Regions from separate parts of the Sus scrofa genome. Here region 2 is linked to region 1. Evidence: chromatin contacts called from public HiChIP or PLAC-seq data. All regions are on one chromosome and are shown on one strand. Each heading gives the region's core, a stretch centred on a gene start, on an enhancer-like site or on the middle of the called end of the contact. The rest is flanking DNA. Distances are from core to core; before and after follow the strand shown. Region 1 has its middle 17 kb from the start of PTPN1. Region 2 overlaps PTPN1 (protein tyrosine phosphatase, non-receptor type 1).

Region 1 (4,727 bases), core at 1,006-3,505:
AATTAGGCCTTCTTGCCCCTGGGGTGTAATAGTTGGTGGGGAGTCACAATGTCTACTGCAAACATTTTTCAGAATTAGTTTGTCACTCTGTTGGAAATTTAGATTTCAGAGAGGGTTTGTTTGGCTTGGCCCCGGTGACTTAGCCACTCACAGGCTAAAAGAGTTTAAGGCATTGTGGTTGACCAGTAGTTCCCCCACAGGAAGATTCGGGCACAGGAAGTGGGAAGGGATGTTAAACAAGCAGAAGAAAACAAGAAAGTCCACCTCAACTTCTTGAGGAGCTTAAGCTCTTGATGCTGCTGGCGGGGGGTGGGGGGGCAAGGTTCATGTCCTAACTGAAAACCCATAAAACTGTGATGTGCTTTTGCAGTGATACTCCCCTCAAAGAAGAAGAGAGAGACATCCCAGGATGAAATAGGGCAGGGGGAAGCATGCAACATCCCGGGATGATATTGGGGAGGAGTGGGTGGAGAAAGAGCAAGATACTTGTTAGCTTGACTTCAAAGATGCCTGTTATTCATTCTTTCTCTTGAGATATGGGCTCTATTGTTCTGCCCCCTTGAATCTGGACTGGCCTTGACTTTGTGTCTGTTTGACCAATAGAACAGGGTGAAAGTGCTGCTGGGCCAGTTCTAGGCTTCGTGCTTTGTGTAGCCCTGAGCCACCATGGAAGTTCAGGCTACTCCAGTGGGAGAGCCCTGAGATGCCATCTGCAATGTCCAGTTCAAATCAAGATAACGTCAAGCCCAGTAGCCATCTGTTTGCAACGGCATGAGACTCACTCAGCCGAGTCCAGTCAACCCATAAAACTGCCAATGAGAATAATAAACTGCTGTTTTTAAGCCACTAAATTTGGGGCTGGTTTGTCATGCATCACCCGATAGCTAGAACAATACATGAAAATACTATCATATAAAATTGAGATTTCTATTTTCATATTTACTAACATTTTAATAAAAATATTTTTATTATAAAAGTAACATAAGGGGTTCCCATCATGGCTCAGCGGTGTGAACTAGTGTCCAAGAGGACACAGGTTCGATCCCTGGCCTCCCTCAGTGGGTTAAGGATCCAGCATTTCCATGAACTGTGATGTAGATGGCAGGTACAGCTCGGATCCTGCATTGCTGTGGCTGTGGTGTAGGCTGGCAGCTGTAGCTCCGATTTGACTTCTAGCCTGGGAACTTCCATATGCCATGGGTGAGGCCCTAAAAAGACAATAAATAAAATAAAATAAAAGTAATATATGTGTTATCAAAAATGGAGAAAAGAAACATCTTAGTTACATCGATTTAACATCAATCACAATCACTCTTAGGATTTTAGGGTTAGGGTTTGGGTTTTTCCCCCTTTACAATATGTCATCCTTACTGTACATTGCCTTCAAGTATGTGTAACCAGCAACCCATACGAATAATGCTATAAATAGCCACTTACAGTAGATAGAATAATGGTCCCTACAAAGAAATCTATGCTCTAAACCTCAGAACCTATAAATGTGTTACTTTATGTGGCAGAAGGGACTTCGTGAGTAGGTTAATGATATTGAGATGGGGAGATTATCCTGGATTATCTCCGTGGGCCCAATGGAGCAAAAAGGGTCCTTATAAAAGGGAGGCAGGTGGGTCAAAGTCAGAGAAAACGATGTAAATAAGGAATCAGGGTCTAAGAGAGTGATCAGAAGATGCCATGCTGTTTTCTTTGAAGATGGAGGATGTGCCACGAGCCAAGAAGCTGGAAAAGGCAAGGAAACAGATTCCTGCCTGGAGACTCTGAAAGGAATGGAGATCTGCAAACGCCCTTATTTTTTTTTTTTTTTTAGCTCCATAAGACCCATCTTCTGACTTTGTAATTATAAGGCAATAACTTCGCATTACTTTCAGCCACTAGGTTTGTGATAATTTGAAACAGCAACCATAGGAAACTAACATATCACCTTATTTAGCATTTAACACACAGTATCTTATTTAATTTTCACAACAACTCTCTGAGGCAGGTTCTACTACCACCTGCATTTTAGAAATGAGGAAGCTGGTGCTCAGAAAGCCGAAGGGACTTCCTCAGGTCCCAGAGCTACTAAAAGGCAGAGTCAAGGACCCACGCTGGCCCTGCCATTTATGGTTACACATATAAATACCACTAGTATAGGATTTATTTGGACTCAGGTAAACATACAGACATTGGTCTATGCCTCTGTCATGTTGCCATTTTTTTTTCATTGTTTGTTCCTGTATTAACATCGTGACTTCTGTGGAAGTCCCCAGCAGCCATCAGAAGAAAACCACAGTTTTGAAATTGCATGAGCTTTTGACTCATTGGTCTTTATTGCTGTTGGCACTAAAGAGTCTCATTTAAAAAGTTGAAATCCCAATTCACTTTGGGGTTTGGGTGGACCAGATATAATTTTGAAGGACGCTTGTATCTTGACTGTTATGTCAATCTCCTGCTTTTGAGCCTGGTTTGAGTAACAGTTAAAGAAGCGCTATAAGACCTCTTAAATGGGCCCTAAAGGCATCTATAATCTGAAGATAGCCAAGAGTATGAGCAAATAAGATTCTTTTCTATTTAGTGGAATTTCCCCCTCTGAGGGGAAGGTTGATTGATCCATGAACTAAGCTCACACAGACTGGTGTGAAGTCCAGCATTGTCTCCAGACAGCTTTGGCATTGACCTGTTTGGACCATCTTTTGCTTATGTGTAGAAAACTGTCATTCCTCACCCCCAACACCAAACACCTGCATTTCCATAAAGTTCTCCCACTTGCTTACATGCGAGTGTGGTCCCACCCGTCCTGGATTCTCACGCCCTCTTAAACTTAAACTGTTTAAGTTCTGACCAAACTTGATTTCCCCTTGAATGTCCAACTGATAGTCCTATTGTAGAGTCTTCTGAAATAATTTTTTAAACTCTTTTTTATGAAGACTTCATCTATAGTAATGTCTATATTTAGGGTCCAGTTCTTCAGTATGAAACATCCTACTTGCACAAGACTGTCCCCAACAATGGAAAAATCCAGCCCAAAATATCCATCAGGCTGAGACTGAGAATCTGCATCTCAGCTGTGATCAAATAATTTCCTTTCATTGGTGGCCTTCTCTTCTCCCTCTCACTCCCACTCTAAAGATCTGTACTTCCATGCCTCCCACATGTGTTGTTTAGTGGTTTAGTGTCTCTTTTCCTGCTGTAACATAAACTCTAAGGGGAAAGGATTTTGTCTGTCTTGTCTCACCATATATTGGCTACTTAATAAATGTACTGAATAAATGAAAAGTGCAAATGAAATTCGTAAAGTATCTTTAAAATTTAGGGACACCAAAAAAAAATTTAAGGACACCATAAGGCTTTTCTCAACCTCAGTCTTGATAACCTCCTAAACATCATTTAGGAAAAAGTAGATGTGTGGGGTGGGGGTGGGGGGCTGGTAGACATTGTTTTTGCAGACTAAATCTGAGCTGGAATTTCAGCACTGCCAGTTAACTGCCACATTACCAAGAGCAAGTCACATTCCTCTCTGAACCCAGTTTTCTCATCTGTAAAATGGGAATTATAAAAACAAGATTAAATGTACTAATGCATGTCAGTGCCCTGCACTTTGTAAACGTTGGCTTTGCACCTTCTTCTCTGTTCCCTCTTTCTTGAGTTTCCTGACCAGCATTGGTGCCTATGATCGTCTCTTTCAGCCCATCCTGGAGGACTGCCTGAAGCTTGGTGGACAGTTTTGTACATGGTTATGGCTTCCAACCTCCAGCATCTGCATCACTGCCCAGGGCCCATGTGCTCAGTGTGTACACAGCAGGTCACAAGGGAAATGCCTGGGAATTGATAGCCCTAGGCAGTACCTTCAACCACTGGGAGATGGGTGCTGTGGATAAATGTCCCAGAGGTTCCCACTGAGATTGGGCCCCAGTTGCACATAAAGGGAACCAACTCACTGACATACCCTTTATTCTGGTCCTCCCTTCCCTACCTCATTTTCCCACTCCTTTGTTCTTCTTCTTGGGGTTGTCTCCCAAATAAACTACTTGCACCTAGGGAGTAGCAGTTGTTACTGAGTTTGTGAGCCTCAGATTTTATCATTTTCCCAGCTTCACTTGCCCAACTAATAGCTGCTAGCGTCTTCATCTTTTTGTATGAGTTTGTTTTTTTTCCTGGCTGTTGGACCTCCCTCGCAGACTGGAAGTATTGGAGAACTAGGACTCTCTCCCTTCCACCCAGATGCAGCCATCAACCTGTGCCTGGAAAGAGGTGATATATAAATACCCCAGCTCCCTGGTCCCTCGGGTAGGATAACTCTGAAACACATGTTCTACACTGGTGAGGCGAAGCTCCAGTTACCCATGGCAGTAACTGTCTTGATAACTTGCTTAATTTCGGTTGTTCTCTCTTCCCTTCTTTCTCCTTCCCTACTGAATAAAATACTTGTCCTTGAATCTTTGTCTCAGGCTCTGCCTCTGGGGAAACCCAAACTAAGATACAAATTTGGCTATAGGGGGTTTCCAAACTAAGATATCAATTAAATCCGACTGCAGTCTAGCTTTAAACCCCCCCCCCCATCCCCAGAGAACATGCTATTGTCCAATTAAACAGCATTCCTGTAATGACTCCATTTGAAGCCAAAGCAGATGACTCCTATTCAGTGGGTGGAAGGACCTCATCTTTCTCATGGCATTAGCAAGAAATATACCCTACTCTTTGGTACATAATCACTTGAATCCATTTATTGTCTT
Region 2 (4,433 bases), core at 700-3,199, 82 kb before region 1:
AGAAATAACAAAAAGCTGCTTTTTATAAAGGTTAAAAACAACAATGTGTTGTAATTCTATTATTTTTTTTCAAAAATAAATGAACCAAAAAAAAAAAAAAAAAAAAAAAAAAAAAAAGAAAAGAAAAGAAAGAAAGAAAAAAGAGAGCGAGACATATTTGGCATTTTCTCTACTTACTCCTGAATAGGTTAAGGCCCTGAGATTAGACTCTTATATTCTTGGGACCACAGGGCTCCTTAAAACCCCAGTGCATCAATCCTTAATTCTCTCCTGTTAGCCCTTCACAGTTCCAGACTTTGAAAACCTTTGATCTGCTTCTTCTGAGACTGGCTCAGAGCCTCCTGCTCTGAGTGCTAACGCCGGGCTGGTGGCCAGGGCTTTCTGTACACGCGGTCTGGCCAGCACGTCCGTCAGTGAAAACATACCCGGTAGCAGAGGTACGCGCCAGCGGTGAGGACTGTGGCCATGCACATGTTGACCAGGAAGGGCTTCCAGGGAGTCAACGCCTGGTCCTGCTCCTCCTTGGGTGGTGATGGCTCTCCCTGGGCAGAACCTGCCCCCACGACCCGCCTTCTGACTTCAGTGTCTTGACTCGCGCTGAGGAATGAGGGGGGCAAAGGTGGGTTACTCACTCTGGGGAAAACAATGGCAGGGACACTATTATTATGGAAGGTATTCTAGGAAAAGATGAGCCACATGCAAACGGAGCTTGGCAATGTTGACACTGACCGGAGGCCCGCTGTTACTACCTCCACCGCAGGGCCCTACAGCCAGGGTAGGGTTCTGGAGGCCCCAGGACTCCAGCCTAGAGATGGAGGGTGGCTAAGGGCCTAAGGAAAAATACAGCCACTGGTGCAAACAGGTGCCAACTTTGCCCTGGGGCTGCTGAAAGAATGTACCCTTCAGATCAGGGAAGGCAATGGCATGGCCCCCAGCCTTCCACTCCCTCCCCGGGACCCCAGCAGACTGACACGCAGAGAGGCCTTTGATGCTACGGACACGCGGACATCATGCACCTCCTGTGCCGGCCCTGTGATGAGGAGCAGCTGCATGAAAGACTGGGACTTGGAAACCAGCATTTGGCAAAGTATCCAGGTGAGATTTCTGATGATCAATTTAGCCACAGAACCAATGGGGCACACATCGCGGGTAACCTCTTTTATCATGCACACCTGTTGTGACGTCTGGCCACAACGCTACATCTTGACTCCACACGGTAACAGCTGTAAAACAGCCAACACAGGGGGAAGGCAAATTTATCTGCTCCCTGGATATATAACCTGCTCTTCTCTAGTCTTTCACAATTACAAATGATGACACCACTATAAGGCCTCTAGCTATACATCTCTGCACACCTGCCTGAGAACTGCTGCAGGCTGAATTTCTAGATGTAGATAAATGCGGGGTCGAGACCGTGCACCAATCGTAAACCACCCTCCAAAAAAGCAGACAAGGGCACTGCCTCCAGTCTCAGGCCTGGGCTAACTCTGCTTCATTCATCCTTCAAGCTTCTGCATGACGCCACCTCCTGCAGGCAGCCTTCCTTGACCACCCACAGAAGGCTGAGTGTCCCTTCTCAAAGGCTGACCACTTCAGCGCACACCTCCATTACAACACTGTCCACAGGCCCCACCACAATCTACTGCTCCCTTCCTGACAAAACCATCTAGAACACAGACCAGGGGCCATGGTCTAGTTATCTCAGTGTTCGACACGCATCAGTAGGTGCTCGGTAATCTTTGTCGAACTGCAAGGAAGCAAAATGGTGATCAGGTTAATCAAGGCTAAACGAAAAGGTTAAGTTCCCCAAAAACCAGTGGGGGCTGAAAGGACATGCTCAAGCCTGGATATCAGTTTCAGGACTGGCCTGAAGCCTGGGGGAGGCTTCTGTCAGCACTGGTGCTGAAGGTCTGACTCAGCTACACCAGACATGATTTCAACAAGCACCAGCAGGTGGTGCTAGGCCCACACTAAAGTCAGTCAGTCACCAGGCCCAACCCTGGGAAGCAGTGATGGTCCAGGACCCCATCCCCCAAGGACAAAGAAGTGGTGCTTGCTAAAAGAAGCCTATATCCACAGGTTTCAATATCAACATGTATTTCTGGAACAAAAGGCCACTTCCCCAGCCCCCAGGATGCCAGGACCCTCTCACATTACCTTTCTAGGCTGCAGGAGACGTTTAAGGGGGTTCTGGTTTCTTCCTTGATAGGGCCATCTTCTTTATCCTCCTCAGTCTCATCCTTTACCCACTGGTGGTTTGGGAAGAACTCCTTGCATTTCCCATTGTGCGGCTCCAGGATTCGTTTGGGAGGCCGAGGAGGCGGGGGGACGTGCTCTGGTGGGGGCTCCAGGTCCTCGTGGGAGAGTTCCTTCCATTGCTCCTTGAAAAAGCAGCAAGGAGAAGTCTCATGAGATTTCACATTTGGCTGATTTATCAAGGAATGCTCCCCTTTAAGTGGGCAGAGGTGAGGGCTCGTGAGGGACCCTCCCAGCTTCTTGGGTCTCCAGCCACGTCCTTGGAAGATGAGGTGTTCTGCAAATAAAGTCTATTCTGCCTACTAATGCTCTCTATGTGAGCTCTTCAAAGGCAGAAACTGGAACGTGGTGAAAACTTCCACAACTCCAGCTATTTAAATATGAAGGGTAACTATTTCCTCTGACACAGGATACTTTTGAACTTTTTACAACGAATAGCCTCCTTATTTAGAGGCAAAAATTTAAAACCAACACACCTGGGTTAAAGCAAAAGCAATGCTGACCTGTACTGAAGAGTCTCCCATGATGAATTTGGCACCCTCGATCACAGCCAGGTAGGAGAAACGGAGCTGGTCTGCTGTCTGGATCAGTCCCATCCGAAACTTCCTCATTTCTAATAGAACTTTCTTGATATCAACAGAAGAAGGGTCTTTCCTTTTGTCCATCTGAAAGCCAGAGAGGAGACACAGGCCAGTGAGGTCCAAGTCTCAAGCACCATGTGACTTTCAAAAGGGAAGAGTATACCAATTCCTCCTTAGGAAAGGAGTATACCAATTCCTCCTTAGGAAAAATCAGTGAGGTTGGCAGAAGTCTAGAAAATAGAGCAGTAAATCTGGGACCATGTAAGGGGAAAAAAATCAGAGGGAAGGGGATTCTTTGGATCTTCCCAGCTTCCACAATAAAATTAAGAGCATCCTTTCAAACGAAGCTATTTGGGGAAAGGCTCCTTTCACAGGAGGGAAGCTGTTAAAAAGTGAAGGTCAAAGCTAGTTTACTGCAGAAACACTAACGGAGAGGCTCTGGCCAAGCCAGAGTGGAGGTTCAAGTGTGGTCCCTTCTCTTCCCTGGGTCTTCAAGGGCCTTCTTACCAGCAAGAGGCAAGTGTCAGCCAGACAGAAGGTCCCCGACCTGCCGATACCGGCACTGCAGTGCACCACGATGGGGCCATGCTCCAGGCTGAGGGACCCCGACTCACGGACTTTGAAAAGAAAGTTCAGGAATGAGGCTGGCGATTCGGGGACTCCAAAGTCAGGCCATGTGGTATAGTGGAAATGTAAGATCTCTCGAGTTTCTTGAGACTGAAAGAGAAACATACTCGTGATGATTCTAAGAGATTCGCCTGTTCAGAAATCACTAATTTCAAGTAAGCACGAAGTGCCTCCCCATCCACCAAACTTGATTCTCAGATTTTCTCCCCAAGTCCACAAGCCCAGTCAGCAAACACCTGGCCCCACGTGGACCCCAGGCTGCTCCTGCTTCAATGTCACCTCCTTTAAGATGCCAAGTCTTGCCCACAAGAGCTCTCGTTTCCGGTGTTCCTCTCACTGCTGCTGTCTTCATGGTTATGACTGATTTCTCTCCTTCCCGTAAGTCAAAGTGATGCTGACTGCCAGCCACAACAAGCTGGTCATCAATGCCTCAGGTTTTCTCACGAAAGCGTGGAAACAACTGCATGTGTGAGGCCCCGGCTCTGGGTATCTCAGGGCTTTACAAGACTATCTGGACCCCTCTGAGGACTGTCATTTTACAGAAAAAAGTTACCAACTGGTAACTGGTAGGGTGCCATGTGAGGCTCAATACCTGGCTAAACGGATGGTCCATGGGGAGGAGGGTGCAGCAAGACCAGCTGCACTGGCCCCACAAGCTGTCTTCCAGCGCTGGGCACAGAGCTCACCGAGTACTCGCACCATTCCCTCGCAGCATGTAGTCCCATTAGTCCCATTTTCGAGATTAGGAGGCTGAGGCTTGGCAGCCAACCCTCCACTAGGTGGAGGAGCAGGAGTTTAAATCTATGCTTGCTTGACTCCAGAGCCCACGTCCAGCAACTGATGCAGGTACACATGAAAGGCAGACCCTGGCCCCTGCCCCTATTTCTCCCCAGGCCCTAGCTGCTCCCTGTAGAACAGAAAGAAGGCAGCCTCTGATGTTTCCAGCTCTGCTCCTTCCTCAGAGCCTAT

Evidence for each region. HiChIP or PLAC-seq counts read pairs in DNA pulled down with a chosen protein or histone mark.
Region 2: an H3K27ac HiChIP or PLAC-seq map of alveolar macrophages shows a contact between it and region 1. The contact joins two enhancer-like sites. A contact is called at or near these places in 11 of 47 Hi-C or Micro-C datasets (embryonic fibroblasts, fetal heart ventricle, fetal liver and 6 more) and 1 of 2 datasets of contacts at active chromatin or transcription factors (alveolar macrophages).

The regions. Positions count from the first base shown.
Region 1 is chr17:51,997,794-52,002,520 of Sscrofa11.1, reverse strand. No RefSeq gene overlaps it. Among named protein-coding and RNA genes, the nearest start is that of PTPN1, 17 kb to the left of the region's middle. Within about 2 kb of position 2,255, at least 1 of the 83 cell types and tissues checked has an H3K27ac peak or open chromatin away from gene starts, as enhancers often do. A contact at or near this core is called in alveolar macrophages, where this site is marked.
Region 2 is chr17:52,079,442-52,083,874 of Sscrofa11.1, reverse strand. PTPN1 (protein tyrosine phosphatase, non-receptor type 1) reads right to left here. Exons shown (of 10, transcript NM_001113435.1): 6 at 3,345-3,554; 7 at 2,760-2,921; 8 at 2,158-2,381; 9 at 426-597. Among named protein-coding and RNA genes, the nearest start is that of PTPN1, 65 kb to the right of the region's middle. Within about 2 kb of position 1,949, at least 2 of the 83 cell types and tissues checked have an H3K27ac peak or open chromatin away from gene starts, as enhancers often do. A contact at or near this core is called in alveolar macrophages, where this site is marked.